Regions from separate parts of the Muntiacus reevesi genome. Here region 1 is linked to region 2. A link is a contact called in public Hi-C data. All regions are on one chromosome and are shown on one strand. The core of a region is the stretch at or near the end of the contact, and the rest is flanking DNA. Distances in the headings are between cores, read along the strand shown. Region 1 holds the start of EPC2 (enhancer of polycomb homolog 2). Region 2 holds the start of ORC4 (origin recognition complex subunit 4).

Region 1 (3,497 bases), core at 343-2,842, 590 kb after region 2:
AGGGAGGAGTTCAGGCAGGAAAAAGAGAGGAGAGTAAGTAGATGATCAGCGGAGAAAGTGGAGGAAGAGATGGAGCTTTGATGTCAAATACAAATGACTGGGAGTAAGTTTTTTTTCTCTTCTAGATGTCAGCAAACTATCTACTTTCTCTGAGTTAGGAAAGATATCAATTATTGCAAAATGGCAAAATGTTACTCTTCCTAGGAATTTTGTAGGAAAACTGTAGTGCTTAAAGTCTAACCAAGGAACTCAGTTAAATGAGATTGATGTCAACAATAGCTGGTGCTTATTTGAGTCAGCTGGATTTTCTCTCCTCTTTACTTTTTATTTTATTTTTTCTCTCTCCTCTTTAGAAGTTCTCTACCTGGTTCAGGCTTAAGAAGTCTCCTTTCTCTAAACTCTCCTGGCAATCAGGGTTTGTGCGACTCATATGTTAATTAATCATGTCTACTACCTATATACTAACTATATAGTTTTCTTCAAGTGATCCATTTTTCTTTTTTTTACTGTCATTCTTCATTTCGCTTTCTGGTTGCCCTGCTCTTCAATTATTTACTTCTCTAATTGTTATTCATCTTTCCAGTCTTTCTGCCATCCCATCAATGACAAAGTTGCACGAAGAACTTTGTATCTCAAACTTCTTTGCGCCTTCCACAGTACCAGTATTTTACACAGACCTGTCACTTTGGAAATGTGTGCTGCCTTGGTTAAATTTTATAAGCTTAATTTTTAAGAAGTCTATCTTTGAAATTAGAAATATCTATCATCCACTAAATAATTTTATGAAGTTTGGGAGACCAGGTTCTAGTGCACTTGTTGCATCTGGCGTTAACCCTCACTGCAGCCGTTAGCATCCTCCCGGCGAAAGCGAGGATGCCTTACCCTGGAGAGCTCTTTCGGTCAGGTACCGAAGAGAGGATGCGGGGAAGAGGGCTGGGACCTTGTGAGTCTTTCGGGTGGGCAAGACCCGGCAGGTCTGCGCCCCTCGGAGTGGGGAGAAGACATGAACCTTTCGCACGTCTCAGGGCTGTGCGAATCGGCGGCGGCGAATGAGCCGGCGCTCGGGGCGCCTTAGATAAGCTCGGGGCTCTTTATAAATACAGGCGCGGTGGAGCAGTTGCGGCTCCCGTTGACATCTTCCCTTCCCGCTTCAGCATAATCGCGCTGCTCAGCGCAGCAGTTTTGCGCGGCGCCTTCCTCGGGGTACCCAGCGAGCGGGGTGTCGGGGCCGCGGAGGCAGAGGCGCACGCTCAGGGGCCGCGGGTTAACTTGCGCACCTGGCACCTGCCACACGGCGAGAGCGCAGGCTGCCGAGCGGACGGCGGCCGTCGCCGCCACCCCCTTTCTCCGGAGCGGCCGGAGGCTGAGCACGCTCCCGCGGGCCGGCCGCGCAGCGGAGAGAGTGGGTGGGCAGGCGAGGGAGGGGAAGGGAGAGGAAGAAGGGAGGGAGGGAGGGAGAGGGCGAGGCGCGTCCCCGCGGCGGGGGCGCGCTCTCGCGCGGGCTGCCGGGATCGCTCGCCGCCGCTGTGGTAATGTCCGCCATGTTGGCCATGGCGCAGGGAGCGGATCGGGCGGGCGAGCGGCGGATCTAGTGTGTGGAAGCGGCCGCGGGCGGCGGGGGGCTGTTTTCGGGCGGGGTGGGCGCCCATGCTGTGGCCGGGGGCAGTGAGGAGGAGGAGGAGGAGCGGGCCGGCCGCGCTGCACTGAGGAAGGAGGTGGAGGAGGCGGCGGGAGTCCTCCCCCCCTCCCCGCCCGCCCCGCCGCCGCCGCCCGGGCTGTTCCTGTGAGGCGGGGAGACAATGAGTAAACTCTCCTTCCGAGCGCGGGCGCTGGACGCCGCCAAACCGCTGCCTATCTACCGCGGCAAGGACATGCCTGATCTCAACGACTGCGTCTCCATCAACCGGGCCGTGCCCCAGATGCCCACCGGGATGGAGAAGGAGGAGGAATCGGTAGGGACTCGAGTGTTTATTACCCCCCCTTCTCTCCTCCCCCCTCCCCTTTGTCAGTCGGGCCTCGCCATTCACAGAGCGCTTTACGCTCGCTGGAGGGCGCCGCTGCCGCTCCAGCGCATGGGACCCTACGCCGGCGGAGTAGCGTAAACCCTCTCGGCCGGCGCAGCGCCCGCCCGCGGCCGCCATGTTGTTGCGTCCCAGTGTTGTGATTAGCTCGCAGCGCCGCTTACGCTGCCGTAAGGGGGCCTTGCCGTAAGCGGCGGCCGGGAATGGCGCAGGGGATGTTCTGACCGCACTTGGCGTACGGCCTCTGTTTACCTCTTCCCCACACCCCGCACCCCCGGTGGGGGATTAATTAATCGGCAAGGGACCCTTTGGCTAGGAAAGATTGCCGCCCCCCCCCCACACACACTTTTAGCTGTAGTTTCGCATTGGGTTCTCTTCGAAATGAGTTACGGAAAGTAAAGCGCTTTCAAAACAAACATCATCTTCCTGCTAGCAAGGTAATCCTCGTTCCTCGGCCCTCGTTGGTGCAGAGGGATGGAGGTGATGGTGCAACACTGCGGCGGGAGAGGGCGGGGTCGCGACTAGTAGCAGGATGTAGCGTTAGAAAGCCGCTGACCGGCTAGCTCCGTGGCCGGGAGCTAGTCGTTTCTGCCTGCCTAGGGGGGACAGCGCCCGCTCCATGCGCTGTGTTAGGAAGGCACCGGGGATGTGCTGTCCTCGGGCCGCGTCCCCGACAATTGTCATGGCTTGGCGGGGGGAGGGGGGCGTCTTTTAGAAGTTGAGGACCTACTGCATCCAAGTTGACAGCTGCATTATTTTTTTAAATTAATAATAGCAGTTTAGGGCAAAATGCTTTCCCCCCGATGGTCTGCATTTTGGATAGGGTTGAATTTCACTTGACTTGACAGTGTTGATGACTCTTGGAGTGGTGTTACTTGCGTGCGAAGTTCATAGTAACTGCACCCTCAAGAATTTCTTCAATGAACCTGTGGTCCCGCCTTATTGTCAACCCCGGTGTGTGTGGATTGGCTCTCTTGCTTCTGTGACTGTCAAAAGAAGGCCCAAGGTTTCTGTGATTGGTTTTCTCTTTTGACTATTAATATTGCAGGAAATGCTTTTATGCTTTTGATTGGCTGCTCGAGTTGTGACCTCATTATATTACCTTGCTATTACTACTTTCTGCTGTGATTTAATCACATTTCTCGGGGTTTGATTATTTGAAATCCTGGGCTTTCCGTAGAAAATGAGTATGTCCTCAATATCACATGAACATTCAACTTTTAAAAACATAAGGAAGTTGAAAACCCGAGATTTATATTGAAGGTTTAGAGCTAAGTCATATGTGAAAATTCTATTTTTAATTAAAATTTATTTCTAGCTTAGCTCAATTTTCCATAGGAAAGAAAATTAAGGGAGTTATAATATGTATGAGAATTAATTTAATTGAACTTTAAGAAACACAACTTGGGATTCCACAGAGTTGCATTTCTGTTAATGTCATCTCCTGATAAGAACTGGTGGCTGATGAGTCTTAAA
Region 2 (3,511 bases), core at 487-2,986:
GTAATTCAGTTACATACAGGCTATTAAAAAAAAAAAAAGGCAAAACCAATGTATATTGTTTAGGAATTCTGACAAAGGTGGTTAAAAAATACTTGAAATAAAAGTGAAGGGGACAGTAATGTTCTAATTCTGCAATGTTCTAACTATGTTCACAATTATTCATTATAATGTATATCTGTGGCTTGTGCATTTTCCCACATTCTGTTTACTAATCATTAGAACTAATCATTATATTTTATAACTATGATTTGTACACTCTTTTGCACATTTAGTATTTTGTCACCAAAAAAACGATTTAAAGTTTGTAATCTACTGCATTTTTATGGGTCTGCTATAATTTTTTGTTCTAAAGTGTCATATATTTGGTTTCAATAGAAACAAAACTTTGAGGCACCAGAGTCCAGTTTTTATTCCATTTGACAGGATTACTGCACACACATAAAGTGGTAAAAGCACTAGTCAGTGGTGCATAAACAAAATTCAGTCAAAACATACAAGAAGAATAAGCAGTAACTTTAACTGATAGCATACCCTAAAAGACATCACTACAGAATTAAGTAATACAAATACAATAAACATGAGGAATTTCAGAATCTTGGTTTTAAAAAATACATACATGAGTGATAGTCTTTCAATGCACGTTTACAAAAAAATTATAACTGAAAGACTGTAATGGTTTTAGTTATGATTGTATGGACAGAATGTGAGAAAGAAACGGTGCTATTTTACTTAAAAAATTATTAATGAAAACTCGTCTTTTTTAAACACTCTGAATTAACATGAGGGAAACATTACTTCAAACAAAAACAGTGGCATTTGAGAAATCAACGGTTCTAAATCTGAGGCTAGTAACCAAAGAAACTAAAAACATCCTTTTAAAAATCTCGCATATACACTACAGAAAGGGAAAACTTTGATGATGTCCCTTCTCTGTCAACGATAACTAAGACACAATATCAAGAATTACACAATTCCATACCCTCCTTCTGAGAAATGTCACAGGCATTTTGTTGCGGAAACAACGCAAGACACGGAGGGAAATTCTACTGGAGAACCAACTGCCAGCTTGCTCCCTCCTCAAAGCCACTCCAGAATTCTTGGGAGGTTAACGAAGTAAGGACTGGTGGTAGTAACACCCAATATAAACGATACATGCAATGACAGAAGTTGTCAAAATTCACACAGCTTGTTTCTCTCCCTGGACAGGTGCCCCACTCTGAGGGGAAGAAGCAGTTAACAGAGTCATCTGCTGAGGGTTCTGAGATCTCATTTCTCTCTTACACCTGGACCATCGCATTTCTCACCATCACCGAGTGTAGTCAACATATGCCACAGATTTAGGTTCATGAGCTCATCTACAGTCCCTACGCTCGTCCAGGATTCGCCACCGGCTGGCTCAGAGGGAAGCCACGAGACGGAAGGAGCCCGCCTAGATTCTGGCCTGCCTGGCCTAGACAAGCCTGCCCCCCTTCCCGCATTCCCAGTCTCCAAAGCGTTCCGTCCTCTCCTTTTCGATTCGCCTTTCGCCACAGGCGCCCAAGGCTTTCGTTCTGAGGCTAGTCCACTCCAGATTACCTCTCATGGGAAAGTTATCTCTTACCAGGGCAGAACGAGATTCCGGAAACGGTGGGAATCGCTTCACAGACTCCTCTCGCAGCGTTCTCTGCTCTGCTTCACCTGCAGCTGCCAACGAATTCACCAAGACTCCCGGCATGCCCCGCGCAGGCACCGCCTCCCTACCCCGCCCCTCTCCCGCCCAAGCACGTGATCTCCTTTCGCCTCCGTCCACGCCCACTTCCGTTCCTCCACTTTCCCTTAGGAGGGAGGAGGGGACTGGGGGTGTTAAAGAGTAGCGACTTCCTCCTACTCTCCGCCCCCGCCTCTCTACCCCCTGCTACAATGTCTTCCGGGTCGCGATCGCCTCGGAGCCTTCTGGGAAACCATCTCATTTCCTCCCCTCCCCCTCCTCCTGCCTTCAACCAACCAGCCTCCCGTCAGAGAGGGACATGCGCAGTGAGTGCCTCCCGTCTCTTCTACCCGAACCCCCCTCCCCCCCCAAGCAGAGAGACCCCAGCAGCAGCAGCAGCTGATGATGAAGAGAGAGGCAGTGGCAGAGGGGGGGCACCTTTTATTTCTATTTTTAAAGGGACAGGACACTAATTTTACCCCACTTCAACCTTGAATTGAGGGGGGTGGGGGGAAGGCGGCTGAGTTCCTTCCCCCACCCTCCAGCCCTGAGACCTGAGAGGGGGATTGAGCCTGAGAGAGAAGGAGAAGGAGTTTCTTCTTCTTCGAAAACCCCCATCCACGACTCCTACCCCCTCACCCCTCCACTAGCCTCTCTCCCGAGCCCCCTCCATCCTCCTCCTCTTTGGCCGTGAGAGGAGAGAAAGAGACCAAAAGCCTCTTAGCAACACAGACCCTTCTCTGCTGTTGCTGCTGCTGCTGCTGCTACTGCTGCTGCTGCTTGGCCCTGGCTGGAGACATCTCACTACACCCAGGAGCAGCCACTTCCCCAGCTCTCCTCCTCCTTCGCCTCCTCCTCCTCCTCCACTCCCCCCCCCCCCCCTTTATTACCCTTTGTGTCATCCTCCACAGCTCCAGGGAAGGCACTCAAAAGTGGGGGGCAGAAAAGGTAAGTGTGACTGTGGGGGCTTCATTGCCTTCCTCTGGCTCTGACTTTAACTCCGGGGCAACAGTAGCACCAAACCACATACGCAGTGGAGCTCCGGGGTGAGGAGGGGGTGGTGCTGGGGGGGGTGGTGAAGGAGGGGTTGGAGTGGGGAGGGGTGTGTGAGGTGGGTGCCCATCCTGTCAGAGGAGGAAGGGCACTTTTTATTTTTATTTGCTGTTGTCAAAAGTGGTTTCTCTCCTCCAGCTAACATCTGATTGTGTCTTGCTCCAGTGGGGGAGAATACAAAAACAACCCCCTCCTTCCTCCAATGAGGCGCCAGGGAAAGAGACAGAAAGAGGCACACTTTCTAGATGTCACTTTAAAAAAATCATTTGGAGAGCTTTTTTCCTTTTTCCCTAGGAAAAGCTCCACTGCATTTGTTTCTGAGTGGGAAAATGTCGGGATCTGGATTGTATCGGAACTGCTTATCCATTTGTAGACCTGAGTGTTTTCCCCTTTTTGGTTCTGTATGTGATTTGGATATTGACTTCAGTGTTGGAACAGACTTGATTGGTTTTTGCTTCCTGGGTTTAATTTTCCTTTTTTTCGTTTTGTCTGACTTGCATAGAAAATTTCAAAATTTTGGTTGATAGAGGCCTTTGGTTAGGTTTTGACTTGTATTATTGCTTTTTTTTGTTTAATGTTTGTTTCATATATCAGCATATTAAAGTTAAAAGCTTAAAATGCTTTAAGTTAAATATCACTGGTATTGTTTCTCCCTATATACGTTCGTGATATTTATTTTACATAAGATGAGAATATTATCTATTTCATAATTAATCTGAGTATTTTTCTAATCTTTGTAACTTGTCTGAACAAGTAATCCCCATTGAAAAC

Evidence for each region. Hi-C and Micro-C count contacts between places; a contact is called where the count stands out from the background.
Region 1: a contact with region 2 is called in a Hi-C map of muscle, with 5 times the contacts expected there. The contact joins the promoter of EPC2 here to the promoter of ORC4 in region 2. A contact is called at or near these places in 2 of 3 Hi-C or Micro-C datasets (blood and muscle).

The regions. Positions count from the first base shown.
Region 1 is chr3:224,055,428-224,058,924 of mMunRee1.1, forward strand. It overlaps EPC2 (enhancer of polycomb homolog 2), which reads left to right and starts at 1,593. Exons shown (of 13, transcript XM_065931507.1): 1 at 1,593-1,952. The coding sequence starts at 1,800.
Region 2 is chr3:223,466,548-223,470,058 of mMunRee1.1, forward strand. ORC4 (origin recognition complex subunit 4) reads right to left here and starts at 1,737. Exons shown (of 14, transcript XM_065931492.1): 1 at 1,601-1,737. MBD5 (methyl-CpG binding domain protein 5) reads left to right here and starts at 1,990. Exons shown (of 15, transcript XM_065931498.1): 1 at 1,990-2,013.